Linked DNA regions of Hordeum vulgare: all the other regions are linked to region 3. A link is a contact called in public Hi-C data. All regions are on one chromosome and are shown on one strand. The core of a region is the stretch at or near the end of the contact, and the rest is flanking DNA. Distances in the headings are between cores, read along the strand shown.

What was found. Hi-C and Micro-C count contacts between places; a contact is called where the count stands out from the background.
Region 1: a Hi-C map of leaf shows a contact between it and region 3, with 4 times the contacts expected there. The contact joins the promoter of LOC123447843 here to the promoter of LOC123447837 in region 3. A contact is called at or near these places in 4 of 6 Hi-C or Micro-C datasets (leaf and seedling).
Region 2: a contact with region 3 is called in a Hi-C map of leaf, with 4 times the contacts expected there. The contact joins the promoter of LOC123447836 here to the promoter of LOC123447837 in region 3. A contact is called at or near these places in 4 of 6 Hi-C or Micro-C datasets (leaf and seedling) and 1 of 1 datasets of contacts at active chromatin or transcription factors (embryo).

The regions. Positions count from the first base shown.
Region 1 is chr4H:52,114,203-52,118,451 of MorexV3_pseudomolecules_assembly, forward strand. LOC123447843 reads left to right here and starts at 1,896. Exons shown (of 3, transcript XM_045124538.1): 1 at 1,896-2,353. The coding sequence starts at 1,976.
Region 2 is chr4H:51,546,318-51,550,575 of MorexV3_pseudomolecules_assembly, forward strand. LOC123447836 (zinc-finger homeodomain protein 4-like) reads left to right here and starts at 2,194. Exons shown (of 2, transcript XM_045124529.1): 1 at 2,194-2,287; 2 at 3,218-4,258. The coding sequence starts at 3,299.
Region 3 is chr4H:51,816,171-51,820,303 of MorexV3_pseudomolecules_assembly, forward strand. It overlaps LOC123447837 (chlorophyll a-b binding protein CP26, chloroplastic), which reads right to left and starts at 2,390. Exons shown (of 6, transcript XM_045124530.1): 1 at 2,088-2,390; 2 at 1,899-1,983; 3 at 1,639-1,689; 4 at 1,401-1,521; 5 at 1,171-1,305; 6 at 650-1,085. The coding sequence starts at 2,295. The coding sequence ends at 825. It overlaps LOC123447838 (protein TRIGALACTOSYLDIACYLGLYCEROL 5, chloroplastic), which reads right to left. Exons shown (of 3, transcript XM_045124531.1): 3 at 2,818-3,116. The coding sequence ends at 3,026.

The DNA of each region.
Region 1 (4,249 bases), core at 646-3,145, 300 kb after region 3:
CTGGTCGTTGGACACAAACGAAGTACACGAAGTTGCAATGGCTAACTTTTAATTAAACAAATCCCAAGTCTAAACGGTGTCCTAAGGGTTGTATATATGAGGGAATAGAGAGAGTATTTCGTGACCCTTGGAGGAGGGGGTCCAAAAACAACCCTAAACTCGGTTTCCCCACACATAAGAACTCTAAAAACAGCCTACATTATGATATTTTTAAATTACATGGGCCTGGCCCAAAAATAAGGTGATACAACACCTATAATAGCCTATGGACGAAATTTATAAAGTGGCGTCTTGAATATTTCCTCCAAGCCTTCATTTTCTCCTTACGGTGGCTTTAAAGTGCGAAAATCACAAGTGGAAGCTCCATTGTTCTTTCCCGCGCGTCCACCTTCTTCTACATGCATGCTTGATCCCGCTCCAACGGATATCCTTCTTGTCCATGCTAGGTCCTTCATTCATAAGTATAACAAAAATATCTATCTTAGGCAGCATCATATGTTCATGAACATTAGAAGGATTTCCAAGAAATGGGCGTACGTGGTAATTCAATTGTCGTGCGGGAGCTCTAGTAACTGGTCCAGTATGTATAGCAGCTAGGGTTGTGGGTGTAACAATGGTGTTGATGTCCTCATCAAGGTCTATATTTTTATGATACAAACTTTGCTAGTTGAAAGCATAAGATGAAAAATGCATATTCTTGGTCATAATCCTGTCGTTTGGGCTGTTGTTCGTATTGGCATGCAAGGTGATTTCTTCGAAAAGGGAACTTATTAAAAGATGAAATTCCTGCAATAAGAATATGAGATAAGATATATTTATGAGTCGATCGGATCGTGATGCGAGAGCGGAAGAATTGAAGATGTTGCAATACAATGCTCAAGCCTTTGACATCATGGTCAACTGCTCGTGCCCCGAAGAATTCTACAAAAGCGGCCGCCTTGAGTATGCAAAGGAAATTTGGAATACTTTGATTGATATGCACGAAGGTACTGATTCTGTCAGGTAATCTAAGTTAGATGTGCCTCAAAGTCAGCTTGACAAGTTCAAGATGAAGGATGGTGAAAGTGTCGCTGAGATGTACTTTAGGATAGCTCTTATCACAAATGAGATTGCCGGCTTAGGAAGCGAAGAGATTACCGACAAATTCATCAGCAACAAGATACTTAGAGCCTTAGATGGAAGATACGACACCGTGTGTACATTAATCTAAATGATGTCAAACTACAAGAATCTTAAGCCAATTGAAGTCACTTGACTCATGAAATGTCTTTCAAGGACAAAGATGAGTTGCACAATAAGTCAAGTGATGCATACAAAGGTTAAAGTGATACTCCTACTACTTAAAATGACAATTTTTTATCAATGAAGAGCCTTCGTGGACTGTGCTACCGTCAGCCTTCGTCGACCTCATCAGCGATGACGATGGTGCCGATGGTGATTATGTCTAGGGCAGCGTGTTGTGTGCTTGAGGATTTTTGTGTTTCCAAATTTATAGTTTATGGATATTTAAGTGGACTTTGGCGACTGTTGATCTTCTGTTTAATATATATATAATCTTGTTAAATTTAGGCGCATGTTTTAAACTTATTTTTTTAATCTACACAAAGGAAAATGTATCGGTCTTGCGTTGAACGACGCGGTCGATTCAGATAAAAATATGAATATACTTGGGTCGATCCAAACGGACGAACAACAAAATGTTGCGTCGGTTTGGTCGTCGCGTTGGAGTTGCTCGGCCACGTCGTCGGTTCGTTCATGCTACTCGTTCCAGGCCACTCAGGCCGCAACTGGACAGCAACCTATAAATGTGTCCGCTTGTCTTCCCCACACCCACACGCTGTCACGAAGCCTCGTGTCCGTCCTTTTATCTTCGCTGTATGGCCATGGACGCTCCACCCCACACAACCACCCCGCCCTCCTCCACCACCCTAACCCCTCCGCCCCCACACGCCTCCCTGCATTCCACTTCCACCCCATGGCGGCCATTACCACCACAACCGCGTCCTCCTCGTTCCTCCACCGCCGTATCTCCTCGTCACCAGCAACAACCACCACCCCGCGTAGCCACCTAGTTCCCTTCCACGCGCGCAACCGGTGCCACCCCAGGCTCACCTGCCGCGCCACCGATGTGTCCGGGGCCGAGCCCTCGGCGCCACCGGAGACCGGACGGGGCAGCAGCTGGGTACCTGTGGTGCCGCTGGCGGCACTCCCGCGGGGAGAGCGCCGTGTGATCGTACAGGACGGGGAGGAGATCCTGCTTCTCTGGTACAAGGATGACGTCTTCGCCATCGAGAACCGCTCCCCGGCCGAGGGCGCGTACACCGAGGGTCTCCTCAACGCCAAGCTCACGCAGGTAAACTGCTCGGCAAAATGCCTGCATGTACTCTCTACCCGACTTAAGTTTGCTCATCTCATCTGTGTACTCTTTCGGAAGGTTAAGGTCACACAGTCAGTTTTTCGAAGTGCTCTATAGAATTGTAGGCGAAGCACCAACTGTTGGACAAGATACATACTAAAGGGTGCATACAGAGTACACAGATTAAGCTGATGACGATTAATTGACCTTCAGCACAAAATTTCGGCTTCTATTTTATATCAGCACAAAATTTCCATTTTCTCGGTTAATTGACCTTCAACACACTGAGGCTGATTAAGCTGATGGACATGGAGCTCTACATTATTTTTAAAAGGAGGATCGCCCTCAAAAAATTTCCACGAAATTCAAGGTCCAATAAGAGCTCAAAGAATAGAGCCCGCAAAAATAAAGTAAAGACACAGGCAGCATCTAGCAAAACAATAACAGCCTACAATGACTAAACACCTAACCTATTAGTTTGCTGTCATCCATATCGATTGAAGATAGCCCGTGCTGCCGTCTCTCATCGGTTGCACCCAATAACCAAAAATTCCTTGGATTCCGCAGACGTGAGTAACGACCAGGTATGGATCCAAACAGTACCTGTAGTTGCTTCGACATCTCAAAGTTTGGCGGCTCTCATAGCACGCCCCAACTGCAGGTCATCCGCATGAGGCTGGCCCTGAATCCGGTGACTGACGCGCCTGTCAGCAGTATCCGGGTCCGGAATCCCTCCGAAAGCGATGACCTCCTCGGTGGTGATAGCAGCCGGGGTGTAACCTCCTGCCACATTCCCAGCTGCGTTCGCGATGACATCCTCCGTTACCTCTGTTTGTGCAATGACCCCGCCTGATCCCGCCAGTGCCAAAGTAGTCGCCACTACCCCATGTGGGCTGGGGGTGGGGGGAGTAGGACGGCGATCATGGTGAATTTGGTCAGGCTAGGTGAGCCTCCTCTCGTGGTCCCTCACCTCCTTCTGAGCCGACGGGCCATATATCCGCGCTGGAGACTGGGTCATCTCCAGTACCGGTCCTCCTGTGCTGTCAATCATCTCCCTTGGTAACTCCGACTGTCCGCCATCCTCAACAAAAATATCAAATATATACTCTCCATCCTCTACATCAACTATATCGCCCCATAGGTGACTCGGTACTGACATCGCCTGAAAGGAGCCGAAGCATAATGAAGCCATCGGAGCAGTAGAAGTACCTGACCCTCTAGGTGTGTGTGTCTCGGAAGATTGAGCGGGCTGTCCCTTCGGTTGCGGCATGGTACCATCGGCACCCTGAGACCCGTCAAGCTCCTGGTTACCGTTCCCATCACCACCGTCAGTCATGTCTACATCTGTGTTTTTCTCATTAACATCCTCAACATGGTTATCCTCAATGTCAACCTGCAAGTCATATACCGATCCATCATAGGTCCATGGAACCTCATTTGGTACATATTCCACGTGTAGCACACTGACCAGCAATCTCGCGCTCCCATGCGTACGTGTGAAGGGCATGTCCACCTTCACAGTTTTACCAATGAGAGAACCCAAACTCGAGACCATGAGAAAGTCAAAGGGCTCCTCTGGCACCCCTGTGAGTCTTATCCAGATCTGGTCAAGTGACCTCCCCTTCGGCGTTAGTTTTTTGCATTCATCAAACTCAAGAGGACATTTACTACCAGGGACCTTACTGAAGCCAAACTTCAAAAGTTGGTTAAGATCCTCCCTCCTAGGAAACTCTACTCTGTAAATCTGCTCCTCTACTCTGACGGGAGCCCAGGTAAACGATTCCGACACAAGCCGTCCAAGCTGCTGAGCCACCTGCTCCGCTGTCAATGCCCCATGCGAAACCTTCCCTAAACCATTAGTTGAGACCGCCGAGTGACGCCTCTGTGAGACCG
Region 2 (4,258 bases), core at 944-3,443, 270 kb before region 3:
ATTGCCAAAAGACGCTTGCGTGGAAGTTTAAGTCAGAATATTATAAAGCCGATAGGTAGCGAAGAATAAAGTGATTGGGAGAGGGGGAAAAAACAAGCTGAAATGAACAAGGAAAAAAAAACCGTAAACTTAATCCCGAGAAAAAAGGGCAAGGGTCCAGGCATCTTAATCTTTTCTTCCCTTGGGCTGGAGAGATATTCTGGGATGATCCAGCCTCATATTGTTCCAAAGACGATATCTAGGATGAACATTCCCCGTGATCTAGGTGAACATTCAGTTGATAGAAAAAAGGAAAAGCAGGGTGTCTTATTTGTTGTACCTTAAAGATGATCATTCTGCGTGCACTTTGCATGCTTAGCACACTTTATAATATTCACCACCAAAAGAAGCGATTAGGACCTTTCTCCCCACAGGGAAAAGGGAATCTAATTCCTCCAAGCCATGGCGATCTTAACCTAATCCAATCCCCAGGCCGCGAGATTCCCAATCCAATCCATCATGTGCCGTAATCCTAACCCCCTAAGCGCGTGGGGCTGTTAAAGAAAGACCTGGCAGAAATGCTCGCTTTGGGGGCAGGGGAATGTTACAAGACAAAGACCACAATCACTGCTCACTGGTCTCTAGACAAGCAAGCAGACAAAGAAAAAAAAGTTGCAGGATCCAAGGCTAGGGTTTAAGTGGGCCTGATGACAGTAGTAGTAATATCTTTGCACACCCCAAGGTGTGCTAGGAGCAGCAGCAGTAGTAGCTGCTAGCATCTCAAATCATCATCCAGATGGGCAATGATCAGGGGAGAATCCCTGAGGCGGCATCTTGTGCCTGCCTGTGTGTTGTGTGTGACCCGGAGTCAACCAGTGATTTAACTGTAGGATCTGCTTGATTAGGACATGAGTGTTTATCACTCTAATCAGCTAGCCTTGTGTCATGTTCAGAGCCCTGCAAATCGGAGCGCTGTTTTTACCCTTTGCACATTTCTAGCAAGCGTGAGACGGATGATTGGTTAGTGGTTTGGTCATGGGGGGTTATGATTAGGACAGTGGGGGGTGTGGTGGTCAACTCCTAGGCCACAATGGTGCATCCTGTGTGATACAGACAAACCCACTATATACGCCCTGCTAAAGCCTGACGACCGAGGCCGCTAATACCCCTCCCTCCTTTTTGTTGCTTGCATTGCATGCATCCTGCTTAATCGCGTGGCACAATTCGCACCACAAAGGCAGAAAGCATCCTACTCCTGGCTTCTTCTTCTTTTTTCTCGTCCTGTTTTTTTTCTTCTTCTTCTTCTTCCTGACGATAACATGTTGAGTTTACGTCCTGGCGCGACGTTTAATTCCCATGTGAACTTGTGAAGAGACAAGCGCCGTTGGTACTTGGTAGCCGATTAGCCGCGGCCGTAGCAGTTATGAGGCGCGATCAGGGGAGATGAGCGTCCACGATGAATGAATTGCAGGTAGGAGTATCTTCCGACAGCGGGATTTGATGAGGGTAGCGCTTGCTTATGCATGAGAAATATAAATGCATACTACGAGTAGCCAGCAGCACGAGGCGAGAGCTTGTGAATGAATGCAATGCAATGCATAGAGCCCATGAGAGCATTGATTAAGTGAGCGCCTAACCTAAATCGATCCATCCGTCCTTCCCTGTTCTTTGGCTCGCTGGCTGTGATGAGAGAGAAACGGGAAGGGGCGTCGAAAAGAAACAAGCAGGGGATGACGGGCACAGTGGAGTGGAGTGGAGTGGAGTGGAGGCATGCCACCGGTGCTGTTCCCTTCACCTTCTCTCTCTCTCTCTCTCGGTTTGCTTCTGACACAGCACAACCCGCTCCCTCCATCACTCTATCAAGTACTGCTGCACGAGACGAGAGCTTGCTTGGTTTCCTGATAGTGCAAGCAAAGCAAGCGCCAGACACTACACACACATCCATTCTCTTCTTTCTTTTGGGTTATTATTTACAGCACGGGCGAGCGAGCACTAGAAGAAACACAGCCTAGCACACCTTGCCATCTGCCCAAGCTTCCTTCACTTATCCCTTCTCTCTCTCGCTCGCTCCTCTGGCTAATAAGCACAGCACAGACAGATCCTCAACAATCTCCATACTTTACACTAGGAGCATTATTTTCCTTGTAGTATTGCCGCTCTGCGCTGTGGATGTGGCTTTAGCCCCTAGGCCATAGGCCCTAGGCCCTAGACGCCCTGGTCACCTCAGTGCCATGGTGGAAGCTGCAAAGGCTGGAGGCCTTGCTCCTTCCTTCCTTGTCCTCTTGATTACCCCTTGACAAACACCAAGGTTCGTTTGCTTTTGGTCTCTTCTCTTCTCACCTCTCTCTCCTCCTTCACTGTACAAGCAGTGCAGTAGAAGAGGAGAAAAACTGTCCATGAAGCTCCTCCTCCTCCCCCCATGCTTAGCTAGCTCTTAGTCCTTGACTCCTTGGTGGTGTGGTGTGTGGGAGAGGAAGAGGGGGGAGGGGAGAGAGGTCAAAGGAAGCAGGCTGGTCCATACATTAGTCCATCCATTCCACACAGAAAAAACATCTCCTAGCACCACCACTAGCAGCTTGCTTGCCTCTGCTGCTGCTGCTACTACTAGTACTCGTAGTAACTAGTAAAACTCGCGTCCACGACTAACCCCTCGCTCGATCGCTCGCTCGCCCGCTTTGCCAAGCCAAGAACAGCCCCACTGTTCATCATCATCCATCCATCCATCCTCGTTGCGAGTGAGTACAGCTAGCATAGCAGCAGCCTTCTTCTTCTTCTTCTTCTTCTAAAGCTTCCCCTCCTTTCCTTCCTCCCTTCTAATCTTGTTTGCATGGGCAAGAGGATGAGCCCAGCAAAGTAGAGGCTAAGCTAGGCCACGCAGGAGCAGGATATTGTTGTGTAGTATTTTGCATTTATTTATTGGGTATTTGTGTTTGTATTTGTATGGTGTAATTGAGCAGCTAGCTAGCTAGATTATGTATGTGTGCTTGGGGTTGGGGGTTTGCAAGTGGCGCCGCTAGCATCTTCTTGATAAGGTCCCCAAGATCCCACACCACACCACACCATGCACCTCTCCCTCTCTCTCTCTCTCTCTCTCACGCACACATCGCCTTCCTTTTTCTTCTCTCTTTTCTTTACTGCCTTGTATTGAGAGTCCCGAGAAACACTGAATTTTTGTTGGCGTTGAGTTGGAGGCGCCATTGGCCTTTTCTTGCCCTCTCTCATGGTTTCCATTGTGCAGCTGCAGAGAAGGCGAACAGAAGCAGCAGCGGCAGAGCCACCAGCGAGAAGCTTCCTTCCGGACAGGGAGGAGGGGGAAAGGATGGATCTTTCTGTGCCCCGAGGGGAGTTCCCGATCCCAATGCACGCCGCCGCCGCCTCGCCCTATGGAGGCGGCATCGGCGGCGGGGGCGTCGCCGTCGCCGACCATGCCATGGACCTCCACCACGACCACGCCAACCATAACGGCCAGTCCCAGCCCCAGGCGCAGGACATGGCCTCGCCGCCTGCTGCTGTGTCGGAGGACAGCTCCGGGAAGAAGCGCGCGGCGGCCATTGCCGGCGGAGGCGGGGGAGGGCCGGCGGTCAAGTACCGGGAGTGCCTCAAGAACCACGCGGCGGCCATCGGCGGCAACGCCACCGACGGGTGCGGCGAGTTCATGCCCAGCGGCGAGGAGGGCTCGCTGGAGGCGCTCAAGTGCTCCGCCTGCGGCTGCCACCGCAATTTCCACCGCAAGGAGCTCGACGACTTGGACGGCGACAGCTGCGCCTCGCACGGCTACGGCTACGGGCACCACGCCGTCCGCCGCCTGCTCGGCCCCGCCGTGTCGCACTCGCACCACCACAAAAGCAGCGGGGGCCTCCTCGTCACCGCGGACCACTACGGCGCCTACGCCGCGGCACGCGCGCTCCCCCCGCCTCCGCCCCCACTGCCTGGACACCACCACCAGATCATCATGCCGCTCAACATGATCCAGACGTCCGAGTCGGACGAGATGGACGGCATCATGGGCGACGGCAGGGGCGGGCTAGCCTCAGGCGGCGGCGGCGGCTCCTCCTCGTCCAAGAAGCGCTTCCGCACCAAGTTCACCGCCGAGCAGAAGGGGCGCATGCTGGAGTTCGCGGAGGGCGTGGGGTGGCGCCTCCAGAAGCTGGACGACGCCATGGTGCAGCACTTCTGCCAGGAGATCGGCGTCAAGCGCCGCGTCCTCAAGGTCTGGATGCACAACAACAAGCACAACCTCGCCAGTAGGCCGCCCCCTACCTCGCCGCCGCAGCCAATG
Region 3 (4,133 bases), core at 1,140-3,639:
AAAACTTTAATAAAATTAGGAAACACTGACATTGCATGCATTTTCCTTCTCCCGTCTATTTTTTTGGATCAAATTTTAATCCAAAAATGGAGAAACAAAAATACGTGCATCTAAAAACAAATTTGTTACTATTGAGATCATGCGAGTATTTTTTGTTTGTCAATAGTAACAATTTTTATGGTATTTTAGAAAATACTATTCATAGAAGTATTTTTGAGTTTTTTTTGGTTCATCAACTATTGGACTCAACTTGCATTTGCAACTTTGGTCTATAGGATGCATACATGTTGTCTTTATATTCTCGCGATATTCAAAAGTTTTTTAAATTGCTATTGAGATGGAAATTTTGCTATATGTGAAGACTGTAGCCTAGAATCTGTAAGATCTAGGCATAATTTGAGCACTTCAAACTCGGCAATATTATATTCGTAATCTATCTATGCATATAATGTAATCAATAACAAGTTCACTATCTATATGCAAGGACTTAACCAATCAAGTTTCAAAAAGAGTCAATCTGGTTCTTAACGATGATGAAAACATTTGAGAAATTACTCAAGTAGCAGTGGTCCGAAACTCCCATCAGAAATCAGAACGATGATGAAAACATTTGAGAAATTACTCAAGTAGCAGTGGTCCGAAACTCCCATCAGAAATCAGAACGGTCATGTTTCTTCTGCCCTTGATAATTTACACGTACGGCACATTCGTACTCTCATACTTTTCCCCGGTAAAATTCACACAGCACATCATGCTGCATCGCACGCACGCATGCAGCTGAGCATCAACAGCCGACGGCGGCGGACGGGCAATCAACGGCCAGCTCACAGGCTGGGCACCCTCTCGGCGGCGCCGGAGATGACGGTGAGCAGGTTGTTGCCGAAGGGGTCGCTGAGGTGGGCGCACAGGTTCTCGAAGGGCCCCTCGCCGGTGACGTAGGCCTGGATGAAGAAGCCCAGCATGGAGAACATGGCCAGCCGTCCGTTCTTGATCTCCTTCACCTTGAGCAGCGCCGCCTGGTCGGGGTCGGTGGCGAGGCCGAGCGGGTCGAACGGGCCGCCTGGGTGGAGCTTGTCATCGAATTCCTGCCGGAGAAGTTGACGAAACCGTTGGTCAGTACAAGGACGTACGCCTGGCTGCCGTAACGCACATCTACTTCAGGGTACTGACCAGTCCGTTGGTGATCCTGTAGTACTCGGCGCCTCCGACGAGGACGACCTCGGCGACGACGGCGAGGATCAGGTTGATAGGGATGCTGTTGCCGAAGTAGTTGAGGGTGTTGCCGTCAAGGAGCAGGGCGCCGGTCTGCAGGATGTTGTTTATGACACGGTGAGTTATTCAAACTTCCAAAGTTCTGAACCTGAAGCTCTGAAAACTGACGATCGGCATTCAGCAATTACCTTGAACCAAACGGCCTCGGGGCCGCAGTTCGCGCCAAACTTGTTGAGCGCCTCGGGGATGATGAATCCGGCGGCGCCGAGCATGGCCCACCTGGCATGGATGAGCTCAAAGGCCTGGTACCTGCAGAATCGAGGTGTAGGGCAGGATTGCTTAGTCGAGAGAATATGTTCTGAAATTCGATAGAATACTTCACAGATTAGTCCACACTTGCAAAATGCAGATTACTGCTGTACTTACTTGGCGAAGTCCTCTGGCTTCTTGCCCAGACCAAAAGGATCGTAGCCGTAGCTGCAAGTCCAAAGGGAAAGCAAGCAATTGGTTCAGATGCATATCACTTATGTTTACTTACATGAGCATTTCAGCCATGTGAGAGCTTGTGGAGTACTATGCTGCTAAAGGAAACAGTCTTGTGCTATGAAGATTGCTCTCGCAGAGCTGTGGCAAAGCATGACTAATGTATGGTGTGTAGAGTAAATGGAGTGAGGCCTATGACTTACTCTCCGGGAACCTCGCCGTTGAGGTACTCCGGCACCTCCGACCGGTCAAGGAGGCCGTTGGGCAAGTAGATCCTCCTGTCAGGGCCTGAAACAAATAGAAGACATATTTAGATACATATGTACGAATATTCAGAACTGAACAAGTTACCTGGAAAGAGCGCAATCTCCGTCAGATTTCTTCGTACTCACCGTACCACTTGGCGAGTTCGTCGTCGATGCCGGCGCTCGAGGTGGCCACGGGCGCGGGCTTCGGCTTCGGGGCAGGCTTCTTGTTGAAGCGGTCGAAGAGGGAGACGATCTTCTGCGCGCCGGCAGTCGGCGCCGCTGTGGCATACCTGGAGGAGCCGGCGAAGTCGAGCCGGGTGCCGAGCATCTTGGTCGGAGCGAGCGCCGCCATTGCCTCAAGCCCAAGGTTGGGAGGGAGAAGGGGCGTGCAGCAGAGGGGCGTGCTCAGCTCAGCAGGAAGGGAGGATGTGATGGGTGATTGTGGAGGGAAATGTGGTCTAGTTTAAATGGTTGGAAATGAGGATTGGAGGATGTTGTGGGCCCGTGAAGGATAGGCCGAGGAGGCTGTGATTGGCTCAGTGTTCAGGAGGGCTATCTGTTGCCTGGGCCTGATTGGGCGGGCTGTGCTGACTTGGCAGATGAGGGTGCTGATGTGGCGCCATTAGGGCCGCTTGTTATCTCGTTTATCAGGAGCCATGGGATACCAATTGGTCCAAACATAACGGATGGGGACAGATATCCAATGAGAGATGGAGAGAACCAAGAAAAGAGTTTCAGCCCACACACACCCCCAGAGTTCCATCACAATTTGACAGCACCAAATCAGGCTCAAGTTTTAACATATGATGATGAGATGAGCAACACCGGTAACAGAACATATTCCGACATGTACAACAATCATAAAAAGCATCCATCGGTTCAAACTTTCTTTCTTAACTACCACAATGTTCGACATTTCCAGAATTTCAAAACAAGCTCTACTATTACCTCAGAACACTACTTGAATACAAGCCTACTTACAAATGTTGAAAATGGGATATTACAATGTGACACGGCAGTCTCTATCCAACTAATCACCATCTAAGATAGCAAATAGCAGCAGCCATATATGGTGGTGCAGCTCAGTGCCATTTTTCAATTTGTTTTGAAGTTGCGGTGGCAAGCTTTTTGGTGTTTACGACCAACTCGTCAAACAAACCAGCAATGGTGTCCCTGGAATAGAGAAGAGGAGGAAAGGATGAGCAACATATCGGAACAATACACATTCTTTTGCATGCAACTTGAAGTTATCTTCTGGGTATGGCAAATGCCATAAGGTAGCAACTTTGACGAATCTCAACCATGAGAAACAAAGACTAAGTTGAGGGTGAGATAATACTTATAGTTTCCTTCTCACCACAAACAGAGAACTTGCACATAATCTTCAAGATTTCAAAGTAAACATCAAATCAAATTATGTTCTATTTATGCTACAATCTGCAGGAAACTTTTTAGCATATTACTGCAGTAAAACACATACGCATTAACTGAGAGATGAGGGAGTAGTGTCGGGGCCTCAACTTGATTTTTAACTATGACAAAACAAAACTGCTTAAGTTATGTCTAATACGAGAAAAACAGTGCAGTTTTTGCTGTACAAAAATCAAAATCTCAAAACAATTGGTGTTAAAGTACAGATCAGATTCTCAAATTAATACCAACAAATCTATTTTCTGTAACATTCTATCAGGTCTATTTACGTGAAACACCGAAGCTGTCAGAAATAGAGTAATAGCAGAATATGACATTACAGTTTTTGTCACGAGTCAGGAATGAGATGCTATTCTTGTTTGTTTTATGGGCATGGTTACATTATGCATACACGGGATACTTGGATGTCACTTCAAATATCCCACTGTTGCACCTGTTACCATCTTGACAGGAATGTTTTTTTAGAAAGAAATAGGAATAACTAATAAGGCTGTGAAGCGTGTACACTAGTCCTCTAAAAGCTCATGGGTTCAAGGATTAGGTTGTGTGATTAGGATTCGTCCAGACAATTTACACCATGTTAGGCCTTTCAGGGTTATTTTTCAACAAGACAGGAGATAGTCATTAAATTAGCATATTTCACATAGAAATGTTATTTCACGATGTTCAGTGAGGAACCAAAAAAATTGGTGTGATTTTCCATGATTTGCACTTAGCCCTAGATATTTCCACTTCATTTTATTTTTTATCATGTAACAC